Regions from separate parts of the Zea mays genome. Here region 1 is linked to region 2. A link is a contact called in public Hi-C data. All regions are on one chromosome and are shown on one strand. The core of a region is the stretch at or near the end of the contact, and the rest is flanking DNA. Distances in the headings are between cores, read along the strand shown. Region 1 overlaps LOC100273521 (splicing factor, arginine/serine-rich 7). Region 2 holds the start of LOC109945560 (zinc finger protein CONSTANS-LIKE 3).

Region 1 (5,846 bases), core at 1,734-4,233, 190 kb after region 2:
CGTCTTTAATCTCTACATGAATAGAAATAATCAAGAAATAGAAAAAGGAAGCAGGGAGCATCTAATCTAACATTTTAATAATTACCTTTCATCATTGATGCTTTTTCGGTGATGGTGTCATCGCTTATAATAGGCCTCCTGCAGTGTTGGTGCCACCGTGATAATCTAAGGAGGGCTTTGCTTTGAAGAACCAATTTATTCTAGATGAGGTGGAGCATCATGAGTCCATTCCACAAATTTGGTGGAATGAAGTTGTCGGGGATACGATCCCTGGTCTTTGGGGCCCGCCGGTCAGAGAGTGCGCTAAGGAAAAACCACTGGTCGCTAGGGCCCATTGGTCAGCTAGGAGAGGTGAATACGTCAACCCTAAAAGAACTCGCCCCAGTAGAACCCTGTGCCACCGAGTCTAGGGTCGGCCATGGCAGATCCTAATAGGGGGTTGGGTGTGTCGAAAGGAAACCACTCGAGTGGATCCCGTGCCTGGCCCCAGACTGATCTGTCGTAAATAGTCGGTCACATTAACCATGCCTGGCACCAAGCCACAGCGCGGGCGCCGGCTCGCTTCCTAGTCATGACCTATGAACCCCTCGGACCGCCTAGCACTCATGACCTACGAGCCCCCCAGATTGTGGTGCATTTATGATCTGTGTCCCTCAGCATGTGGCGCACTCATGACCTATCGGACTAAGCCTAAGTGTGCATACCACTGGTAGGGCGCAACGCGGCGAGCCGCGCTAAGCCCCGGGCTACAAAGGCCAGGAGTCGACATAGCCTAAACGATGGCCTGGGACCCATGCAGCCCTGTGTTGTCCACCACAATAAATACGAGACATCGAAGCGACCCTAGGGCCCACAAGAACGTGTGGCTTTACTCCAGGTAAGAATGTTTGGTTTTACCTTTGCCTTATGGCTCCTTCCTAAGAAAACCATTGTTGACCGACCTCTCTCTCGACCTATAAAAGGGAGGGATTGGTCCCCTAGCAAAGGGAGAGTTCACTTGGATTCGCACCCTAACTAGGACTCCACTCTATAGCTTCTAAGCTCCACTTCCACCCTAATGAAGAGACTTGGGAGCCTCTCCTCCCTCTCTCGCCCGCTTGTAACCCCTACTATGAGTTTTATCATCAATGGTGTCGGTAGAGCAATTCGTCGATGACTGGAAGTAGGGACGTTCTGCATGACCGGTATAAATCTTGCGCCCACCGTGCACACCCTACGGAGCCCGAAATGCGCACAGTAAATTTACTTGTCGGAGCGAGGTTCAAAACACCGATAGTTGGTGTGCCACGTAGGGGGCTTGCGCGTTCCGCAGCGAAGTTCTCCAAGCTCCGGATGACTAGAGACGACAGCAGTGCAGTCTGGACTCCTAGGACGACCATCCGTTTCAAGAGTCTGGACTTCGTCGTCAATAAAGAATAAGAAGAGATGACGAGGGCCTCAGAAGTTGTGTCTCCCTTGACGAGTGACCTGTCCGATGTAGCCAGAAGTCTCGGCGACCTCCCACTCGACCCCCTCAGGAGAAATGGGTCACAAAGCTCACTATGACCCACTCATTCCGAGATCGTGGGGGTACTAGACCCCGTCCGGGACTCGTTCCTAGACATACTCCTGTCGAGATCGGGGGATGTAATCACGTCCCCACCTAGCGAGGCAATCTGCAACCCTGACCAGGAATGCCTCGCAGCCAATACCACGGGAGATCATTTTTCCCATGCGGGAAGCTCAGATGGAGCCTCACCCAGCATCATGGTGCGCGCCACGACAGCTGAACCCGCTTCCCAAGGAACCGCCATCAGGCCCGAGCCTTTCGCGGAGCAGCCAATGCCCCGCAGCAAGAGGATAAGAAAGCCCACGGTGGAGAACGACACGACTACACCAAGTGGCGGGGTGACGGCACACCATGATGATAAACGTCTGTCGTCGTCTAGTCTATGGCAGGGGCACGGCGTTGTGTTTCCCTCGGGTGAGCCAAAACGTCGCGGCTATTGCGGTGCTTCTGGACAAGCGCCCCAAGGCATATACTCCAAACGAATGGAAAACCCACCAAGAGATTCAGGATCTTCTCGGCCTCGCTATGCAACTACAAGCCGAGAGCTCCATGTCTCAGCGTCGTGAACCAGAGACCAACCAGTACACCGCGTCTACGCCAACGGTGAACGATGCCATGTCATGGTGACCCCTCGATCTCGAAGAAAGAGCGGCACGTGTCCGACCTCGCCAGCCCCAAAACCCGGGTCAAAGCGCGCAGAGCGCGCATGGTCATAGGACTAGGGGGATGTGACAGATCGGGTGACTCTCGTCGGTACAAACAATGCCGCAGAGGCCGCTTTGACCCCGATGGGAACCGAAGCCTAAGCCTGCCACCACCGGGGCCTCGGGCCTTCAACCGCTGCATCCTTCGAGCACCAGTGACGCAACGGTATAGGGCGCCCACCAATATTGCAAAGTATTCGGAAGAATCAACTCCCAACCTTTGGTTGGGAGATTATCGACGGGCATGCCACACGGGAGGAGCGGATCTCGATGACTATAATCTGCAATCTGAGACATGGTTAGAAAACTTGAGACATGGTTGCATTTGGAATTGGGCCAACCTCGAGGAAATCTTCGTGGAAACCTTTCAGGGCATGTACGTTCACTCTAGCAACCTGTGGGACCTCAAGAACTACCGGCACAAATCCGATGAGACCTTAAGGGGCTACATTTGGTGTTTCTCGCGGCAATACAACGAGCTAACGAACCTTGCCGACATCGATGTTTTAGCGCGTTCATTTTGAAAACCACGAGCGAAACTCTAGTGCACAAGGTAGGCACAAGAGTCGGCGAACCACTAAGGAGCTCCTAGACACACGACGACCCACGCATCGAGAGAAGATGCGGTGGAAGCTATTTTCAATCATCGCAAGCAGAAGGGCAAGTGTGACAGAGGCCGACAGGGGCCTCAAAAGGCGGTCTGATGAAAGAAAGGTAGAGGCACGGCGAAGTGCTAGTGGCCACAGCGGGTCAGAAAGGAAAGAAACTGCGCTGACCGAAGAGGCCACCAACTAGAGGCCACCAACCATTTCTAGAAGACGCTCGCGAGGCCCTGTGTCCGAACCAGTTGCGGCAATTTAATGGAGGTGATGCTCTTAGGCAACCAAAGCAACAGCCTTTCGCTGCTTGATATTGCTACCACGTGTGACAACACCCCCCACCCCCAAAAAAAACGAAATCACTGACCAAAAGCAAGTAGGAAAATGTTTCTTCGAAAGCGTCCTGAAAAGGTAGACAAATATCTCAACATAGCCCACGATTAACACTTCGTCCGAATTCAAAAGCAATCTAGTGATATAAATCTAACAAGAACCAGGTCATGTCTTGACAGCTATAAGTGCCCAAAGTCAATACTCGAAACGGAAACGTTATGCTCCTCCCTCTACAATGGTATCAGCAGCGGTGTGTCCAAGGGAAACCCAAAACACGAGCAAAATCTCAGACTGGATCCTATAAGTTGTACCGACGCGCATGGGCAAAACATGCTGGGCCCCTTAGCATTTTCCAGCATCTTTGAGCAGCTAAATATTCTCAGGCGTCATTGGCATATGGGGACTCGTGCTGGGGCTGCTGTTCTGGGGATCTGCTATAGCTTCTTCTGGCATCAGGAGGTGGTGGCGGCGACCTGCTCACATCTCGAGCTCCCGGTGGTGACCTGCTGTTATTTCTGGGAGGTGGTGGCGGCGGCGATCTGCTCATTTCTCGGGCTTCCCGTGGTGAACTGCGGTTATTTTTGGCAGGTGGTGGTGGCGATCTGCTCATTTCTCGGGCTTCCCGTGGTGAACTGCTGTTATTTTTGGGAGGTGGTGGTGACGATCTGCTCATTTCTCGGGCTCCCCGTGGTGACATGCTGTTATTTCTAGGAGGCGGTGGTGGCAGTGGCGGCGACCTGCTGTAACTTCGCCTCCTAGGAGAACGATCTCGTGGGCTGTAGCTCCTGAAAACCCCAACATTTGTTTTCAGGATGAACGCAACATAATCCATTGAAAAGACTGCTAGTGAGGCAAAGACATTGATCTATATTTTATCTAGTCACTCAAAATGTTCCCCTCAAATATTAGGTTTGGATTCACAATGCTAATTAAGCTATAACAGGTGGGAGAGGACGATAAGAATGCAGCAGATCATATATTACCAATGCAAGATAAAGAACTACATACAGAAGTTAAAATGCATAGTTGAACTTTTGATTAAATAGTATCCCTCAAATCAGGAACACATCTAGTTATTTTGATATTAACTACAATAACATCTCTAGGTGTGACTTCTCGTCTTCATTCTTTTCAACATGCCATCTTAATTTTTGCTGCATGTATTTAAAGGGGTAAAACAGTGCATTTGAGACCATTACAGAGCAAAACTGCAAAAAGGGATAATGTGGCAATGGCTAGGCTCAAACACAAAGCTAGAGATGTCCAGAAAACCTTTGTTATTATCTGTATACAGTGCATTTGAGATCATTACTAATTTACTGGATACTTCATTGGTCATAAAAAATGTGTTATCTTTGAAATTTTGCTTCGTTCTCAAAAGTTTTGGGATTTCTAGGTGATGTTTCCCAACCCTTAATTAAAACTAATGGAATGCACATGATGGATTGGTCGATTGGTGTCATTAGCAAATTACCTTCTGCCATAGCTTGGGCTCCTTCGATGTCTTGGGCTCCGGCTGCGACTTCGGCTCCGGCTGCGATATCTAGGACTTCGGCTGCGACGCCTTCCACTACCCAGCCCTCCCGAACCAATCCGTAAGCGACATTCACGTGCAAAGTGGCCAACTTCACCACACTCATAGCACTTCATATCAGAACCATTACGGTCTCGGCCACGGCCACCACCATCTTTGGTTGACAGCTCAACCCTCCAACCATTCTTACCTATCAAGCACAAATCAACAAGATAAACATAAACATAAATTCACAAATTGCTGAAGTATATGTGATCACAGTAGCTAAAGTGCAAAACTTCGTTCAATTACTAGTACAAAATTTAAATTTCGTTATCAAGTAAGACCTGAACATATTAGCAGTTTGAAACAAACTCAATGGCTTTCTTGCAAAGGAATCCTTGTATTGAAGTATTGTGGTTGTATGCATTTTACAGGACAAGGACTTGAGTATCTGCTCTATTGTCAGTAAGATATTGTTTATTTGTAATTTTGTATACGTACACATTGACAATGTACAGCTGTGCCAACATATCCAACATTACTCTCTACCCCTTAAACCCACCAGTTAAAACTAAGCCAAGTACACCACATAAAACATCCCACGCACTCATGCCCCTGCTAAATACAACATCCAGCCTATAAACTCCAGACAAATCCCACTGTCAAATACCAACGTTCCAGATCGTTTCTTTTGTCTACTCAGTCTTAATGAAACGCATCTGACGCCCAACCTTTTTTGGATCATCCTCAACGCACGTGGTCTCACACACGCACGTCCCCCACGTCTCTCTTGTTGAAACGCATCGGACGGCCAGTCTTTAATGGATCATCTCAACGCACACACTCTCACGCAGAAACACACCCACACTCGCTCGTGTCTTCCTCCCCAACCCTGGCTCCGTCAACCCTTCTCTACGACGAGGCCGCCAACAACGACGGTTCTGCCGCCGCCAAATCCTCCACGGACGCGCTCGCACGCCTCGGCGCCTACCCACCCCGCCTAAACGCGCCTACACCACGGCGACCGCGGACAACAAGGCCAGCACAATGCCGTCGCCGCTAAATCCTCCACGGCTCACGTCTTCACTACGACACCCTGCTCGCCTAAGACGTCCCCGGGCATCGAATCCGCCTCCACCACCACC
Region 2 (6,316 bases), core at 3,799-6,298:
AGCGGGCGACATGTGGACCTCGCCAATGGTCACCAGGTCGCACCGGACTATCCAGTGTGCCACAGGGGCCGGTGGCTGCAACGGTTGGCTTCGCCAAACAAGGAAGGGAATCACGCACTGTTCACTGTCCGGTGCGTCCACGGATAGAAGGCAACCAGAGCCTTCCAAATAGAACTCAAATAACTTCTAGCTACCGTGGGGCTATAAAAGGGACCCCTAGGCGCATGGAGCAAAACACTAAGCCTCCATTGAACATCCTACAACACCTAGACTTCGCAAGCACGCATTCGATTTATTGCGCTAGAGATTTCAGCACTTTTTGAGCTGTGACTCCGCTGTGTTGTTTTGTGTGCTTAGTTCTTGACTTGTGTGCGTGGTGTTGCTACGACTCTAGTTCTTGTGTGTGTTTCTATTCCCTCCCTTACTCTTGTGGTTTTTGTGATCAATCTTGTATGGGTGAGAGACTCCAACTTGTGGAGATTCCTCACAAAGGGAATACTTGAGAAAATAAAGAAAATCGTGGTACTCAAGTTGATCTTTGGATCACTTGGGAGAGATTGAGTGCAATCCTTGATCGAAGGAGGTCACCACAACGTGGAGTAGGCATTGGCCGAACCACGGGATAAAATCACCGTCACTTGTGCATCTTTCTATTGTGATTGTTTTCTTCCATAGAGTTCTCACATATTCACTGCACTGTTGTTCCAAAGTTTAATACATATCTCAAAGGAACAATCAAGTGAAGAGTTCTCTCTCTATATATTCACAGTAACTTGGCTTTCACTTCACTAACATTTATAAACCAAGTTTGTGTTGTTTAGACTTGATTTTTACAGGATCACCTATTCACCCCCCTCTAGGTGCTCTCAATATCATGTGATTTGAGTTGAACAAACTTATCGATTGGAGTTGAAGACTCATTGATTTGGGCTGTGCAAACTTGTACGAGAATTCTTCCAATTATGGAAGAAACCTGCAATGTGGGAAATTCAACCACAAAATCTATAAGTGAAAAAATATTCTCATATTCCTTTGGAAAAAGGAAAGAATATTTTGACCATTGCTTATTAACATATCCCCTATGGTAATGTAGGTATCCAGGATGTGTTGATATATCCTAATTTGATCTTACCAAGTTATAGAGATATCCATATAATTTATATAACGTGGAAACATAAGGTGATAGTGATGGATATTACATGTGTTTCTTGGAAACATTTTTATGGATTGTATTCTATATACAACCTCATGTACAATGTTTTGCATTTGTTATAACTTTTCATGTGATGATGCTTACTGTTGGGGCCTGCTTCGTCGCCGAAGGTTCCATAAGAAGAAACACCTTCGAAAGATGGACACAAAGCCGAAGCTATCAATCAAAGAGCTTCGAAATATATTTTCAGATGCACCGACTTAAAGATGAAATGACCAATCAGCCCATGATAGCTTGTATTATGATTGTTATCGTTTGTAAAGGGCACGGATGTAATTTCTCATAGGCTACGTGCTGTGCCTATAAATAGATGAATAGTACCCCTGTACTGTTCACGTGATCTTGTATTCGCTCGTGCGCAACGCCCGGATTTTCGCCTTCTGTCAAGCCGAAGGTATAAATGTAATTAAAATATTGTCTTTATATTTATCCAAGTTTATATAATGAAGATATGTGGATGGTGTTATATGATTATTCATATTATCTTTCATGTTTCATATGCTTTGTCTTTTATTAATGTATACCATGATGATGAAGGTACGTCCTTCATGACCTTCGTCCAAAGATCGTTATATCCTAAGGGAAATAATGCTTCGAAAGAAGAAGGACATTAACATTTAATACTTCGTGTTGTCTTGTTCTTAACTCATAGCATTTGAGAACAAGTCCCCAACACTTACTATGCTGGGTAAGATTGAATTGGTTGTTCCATTGTTTGGATGAAATGAAAAGTTATGGACAATTCTATTGGTCATGTTTTTCCATAAGATTGTATGGACATTCAAGGCTGATATGGATGGGTATCATTGAGAATGAGATTTTAAGTCCCTCTTATCTTAAAAATCTGATATGAATTGGTTAAGTTCTTTGAATTGTTTTCAAAAGAACGAGTGTGGTCTATTATAGAGATTGTATGGACATTCAAGGCTTGATATGGTTCTATGGTGCATCCATATGATGACCTAAAGTGTGTCCTTCAGACAACACGAGACCATTTAGTAATAATGTCTCAAGCTTGAGCACATTAGCCTCCACACTACTAAATTTACCAAATATGCTTACAATGACGATTGTTTGCCTTGGTATTTAGAATGATATCCGTAATGGATATGATGAATCTATAATTCGTACATTTCAGATCGTTCATGGTTATCAGTAATGAATTGCCATTTCCAACTAGTTATGGTTGGAGTCAGGAACTTTTGCACGCTCCTGACTTGTGATTAACCGCATGTACTACATGTACAAGTTCTCCTATGGTTTCAGTACGTGGTAATCCATGAAAAAATTCCCATGTGTACATTAGGTATGTTCAACCTCCTTGGCCTACAAAGGGAAGAGGTTGGCCCATAGACGGACAGAGGGACACACAAACAACGGATGGACCCCAGACGTGATAGGACTCCACTCTATAACCCTTAGCTCCACCTCCACCGCAATAAGAGACATGGGATCCTCTCCTCCCTCTCTTGCCCACTTGTAACCCCTACTATGAGTTTTGGTCATCAATGGTGCCGGTAGCGTAAGCCGGCGATGACTGATGTAGGGACATTCTACCCAAAGAGCAAAGAATACACTCCAAAGACACAATCAAAGCATTCAATCCTATCCAAGCTCCAAAATCAAATCAAGTGCTTAGTGACTTGAGAGAGGGTGTTTTGTGTTTCTTTTGTTGCTCTTGTTGCTTGGATTGCTTTCTTTTTCTCACTCTAATTCTTCTAAGTGCTTTGTAAGGCTAGCAAGAGACACCTAATTGTGTGGTGATCCTTGCGGGGTCTTAGTGACCCATGTGATTAAGGAGAAGCACTCAACCGGTCTAAGTGACCAATTGAGAGAGGAAAAGGGTTGTAATAGACCCGGCCTTTGTAGCCTCCTAAACAGGGACTAGGTTCTTTGGAACTGAACCTGGGGAAATAAATCACCGTGTTCACTTGTGTTGATCTTCACTCGATTTGTTTCTCCCCTCTTCCCTCTCTAAAGTTCCCTTGCTCATATTGTTTTGAGTTAGCTCCCAAAGTTATCCGCATTGATCAAAGCAACTCATAGCAAGAGGAACAATCTTCCGCACTCCGAATTTATTTCTAACCCTAACCCCGGACATAGTGCGTGTTTATAGTTTATATTTTTCAGGTTTCACCTATTCACCCCTAGGCGACTTTCACCTACTACCAGCAACAAGGTGGAAGTAGGGATATTCAGCCTAAACTAGTATAAATCTTACGTCTACTAAGTACACCATCCAGATCTAGAACGCACATACACAAATTTACTCGTTGGTGTTAGTTCGAAACACCGACAACGTTAAACTACTAATAAATGCATCGAACATTAAAAACTAAAAAGTTTTGTTATTTCTAAATCTATTGGGTGCTCAACTATTGATTTATTTATTTGTTAGAAGTAGAGTCAACCTAAGAATATTAAGAACAAATAGGCACAACTGCATAGTTCATGTATAACAAATGAAAGACAAGCATAATTCTCATTTCCTCACATAACTTTAGAGATCTCACATAAAAATTGACTAGTTGAGTGATAAAAAGTTCTTACTTGACAAATAGGAAAATGGCATAGCTTTCATAACAGTAACACTTGAAAAAATTACCATGTGGCGTGAACAATGGGTGCCTTGAGCTGTGTCTTCGAGTGGTCTAAGAGGATAAATGTAAAAAAAACTAAAGACACGTATCTTAACGAAGACACTGTGTCTTAGCTTTATGCTCGAGACAGAAGACTAGTTGATTGATTAATTTAATTTACTGAATGGCTTGATTGGTGCAATGAATATAGCAAGACACATGTTTTAGATATGTCCACTGTTTTATATTATGTTTTAGGTGTGTCTAGAGATGGCAATGGGTAAATACCCACCGGGTATTACTACCCCATACCCATACCCACGACAAAAAAATAACCCCACTGGGTCACCCATATACACTGGTGGGTATGGATTTACCCCCATACCCATACCCACGTGGGTATGGGTCACCCATCGGGTCACCCGTACCCACAAAAATTTAACATATATCAAAATATTATATTATACAAATATGAAGTATATCCATCTGAATATCATTACAAAATTTCTAGCATCATTTAACCATCCATTCAACACACATTGGGTAAATTACATGTTCCATTACATGGTCATTAAATTGTCGTTAAGCCTTCTATGATATAATGGCCTAAAAGGTTATTAAATAGTAAAAAAGATGGATGACTAAAGTCTAAGTTCATGCTTGGGATAAGTTTATATTGGGTATTTTATACCCACGGGTTAACGGGTATGGGTGACAGTGGAACGTTCTAATACCCGTTTACCCGTTGGGTGAAGATTTTTGCCTAATAACAGACCCACGGGTAGAATATTTAGCCCACATACATACTCTAATGGAGTAAATACCCATCGGGTATCGGGTCGTGGGTACCTATTGTCATCTCTAGGTGTGTCTTATGCTTTAAGTATCGTGCAGTAGTGTTAGGGTTGCACATACCCTTATGTGTTTATTTTTTTTTCATTTATGACCATTTAATTGACCACATTATGGATGTGTTCGAATATTCATTTGTGCATAATTTTAGTATTTTTACTATTTAAATATAGGAGGACACGATGAGGATGGAAACCGTGGAAAAAAAAACCGATTCTTTCTTTTAGTAGAGAGTATTATATTGCACGAGAAACTCAGGGACACCAAGACTTAGGCGTTTGGATTATGCTTTTACGTCGATGACGCAAGGTTGTACTGTTTAACCAACGCAAAAACATGAGACTGAGCAAAATATTGACTAGGTTCCGTTGTTTACCCCTTTGATCAAAGCCATCGAGCTCGAAAGCCCTTTTCCAGTGACTGACGATTAGCAACTCCATCCAGCTGATGGCAAGCGAACATTACATCTAAGCATCGTCGCAGAAGCGAACAAAGTAGCAACAGCGACGGGACGTACGGCGGTCCACTGGCCGCCCAACTCGTGGCCGGCAGCCTCTCCACGTGCTGGCCGACCCCTCAAAACGGCCGCTGCGGCGGGCACGCACCAGCAAGCACACCCGAGAGCGGCCATTTCCAACGCAAACACCCCCACCCCCACCCCCACCCCCACCCCCACCCCGCAGAGCCCAGAGTCCGCCCGTGACAACCCGTAGCGTCTCTGATCTCTCTCGTGACTCCCGGTCCGGAGGAGCACAGGCATGGAGCTGGAGCAGAAGCCGCCGCCGCCGCCGGCGGGGTACTGGAGCGGCGTGGCGGGCGGGCGCCCCTGCGACGCGTGCGCCGCGCGGCCGGCGCGGCTGCACTGCCGCGCGGACGGCGCGTTCCTGTGCCCCGGCTGCGACGCGCGGGCGCACGGCGCCGGGTCGCGGCACGCGCGCGCGTGGCTGTGCGAGGTCTGCGAGCACGCCCCCGCCGCCGTCACCTGCCGCGCCGACGCCGCCGCGCTCTGCGCCGCCTGCGACGCCGACATCCACTCCGCCAACTCGCTCGCGCGCCGCCACGAGCGCCTCCCCGTGGCGCCCTTGCTCGGCGCGCTCTCCGACGCGCCGGCGCCGCAGCACTTCCCCTCCGCGGCGGCGGCAGCGGGGGAAGAAGCGTCGGCGGCGGAGGAGGAGGACGGGAGCGACGAGGCCGAGGCGGCGTCGTGGCTGCTCCCCGAGCCCGACAACAGCCACGAGGACAGCGCCGCCGCCGACTCATTCTTCGCGGAGCCGGACGCGTACCTCGGCGTCGACCTGGACTTCGCGCGGTGCGTGGACGGCGTCAAGGCCATCGGCGTGCCGGTCACGCCGGCGCCGCTCGAGCTGGACATGGCTGCCGGCAGCTTCTTCTACCCCCAACACTCCATGAACCACAGCGTAAGCCTTAGTACCTCGCTCTATAGTTTATTTATACACGCATGGTATTCCGTATCCCTCGAAAAGCATGTTCCCTTTTTTATTCCCTGTGGAGATCGTGCAGGTGCCGTCGTCCTCTGAGGTGGCGGTGAGCAGGGGGAAGGAGCGGGAGGCGCGGCTGATGCGGTACCGTGAGAAGCGGAAGAGCCGGCGGTTCGACAAGACCATCCGCTACGCGTCCCGCAAGGCGTACGCCGAGACGCGGCCGCGCGTCA

What was found. A called contact is a pair of places that touch in the nucleus more often than the background predicts.
Region 1: a contact with region 2 is called in a Hi-C map of bundle sheath, with 1.7 times the contacts expected there. The contact joins the enhancer-like site here to the promoter of LOC109945560 in region 2. A contact is called at or near these places in 3 of 25 Hi-C or Micro-C datasets (bundle sheath, ear and leaf).

The regions. Positions count from the first base shown.
Region 1 is chr4:140,754,733-140,760,578 of Zm-B73-REFERENCE-NAM-5.0, forward strand. It overlaps LOC100273521 (splicing factor, arginine/serine-rich 7), which reads right to left. Exons shown (of 5, transcript NM_001367444.1): 4 at 4,660-4,909; 5 at 3,244-3,970. The coding sequence ends at 3,565. Among protein-coding and RNA genes, the nearest start is that of LOC100273521, 8.5 kb to the right of the region's middle. Within about 2 kb of position 2,984, at least 16 of the 20 cell types and tissues checked have an H3K27ac peak or open chromatin away from gene starts, as enhancers often do. A contact at or near this core is called in bundle sheath, ear and leaf, where this site is marked.
Region 2 is chr4:140,565,351-140,571,666 of Zm-B73-REFERENCE-NAM-5.0, forward strand. It overlaps LOC109945560 (zinc finger protein CONSTANS-LIKE 3), which reads left to right and starts at 5,049. Exons shown (of 2, transcript XM_020551882.3): 1 at 5,049-6,062; 2 at 6,166-6,316. The coding sequence starts at 5,403.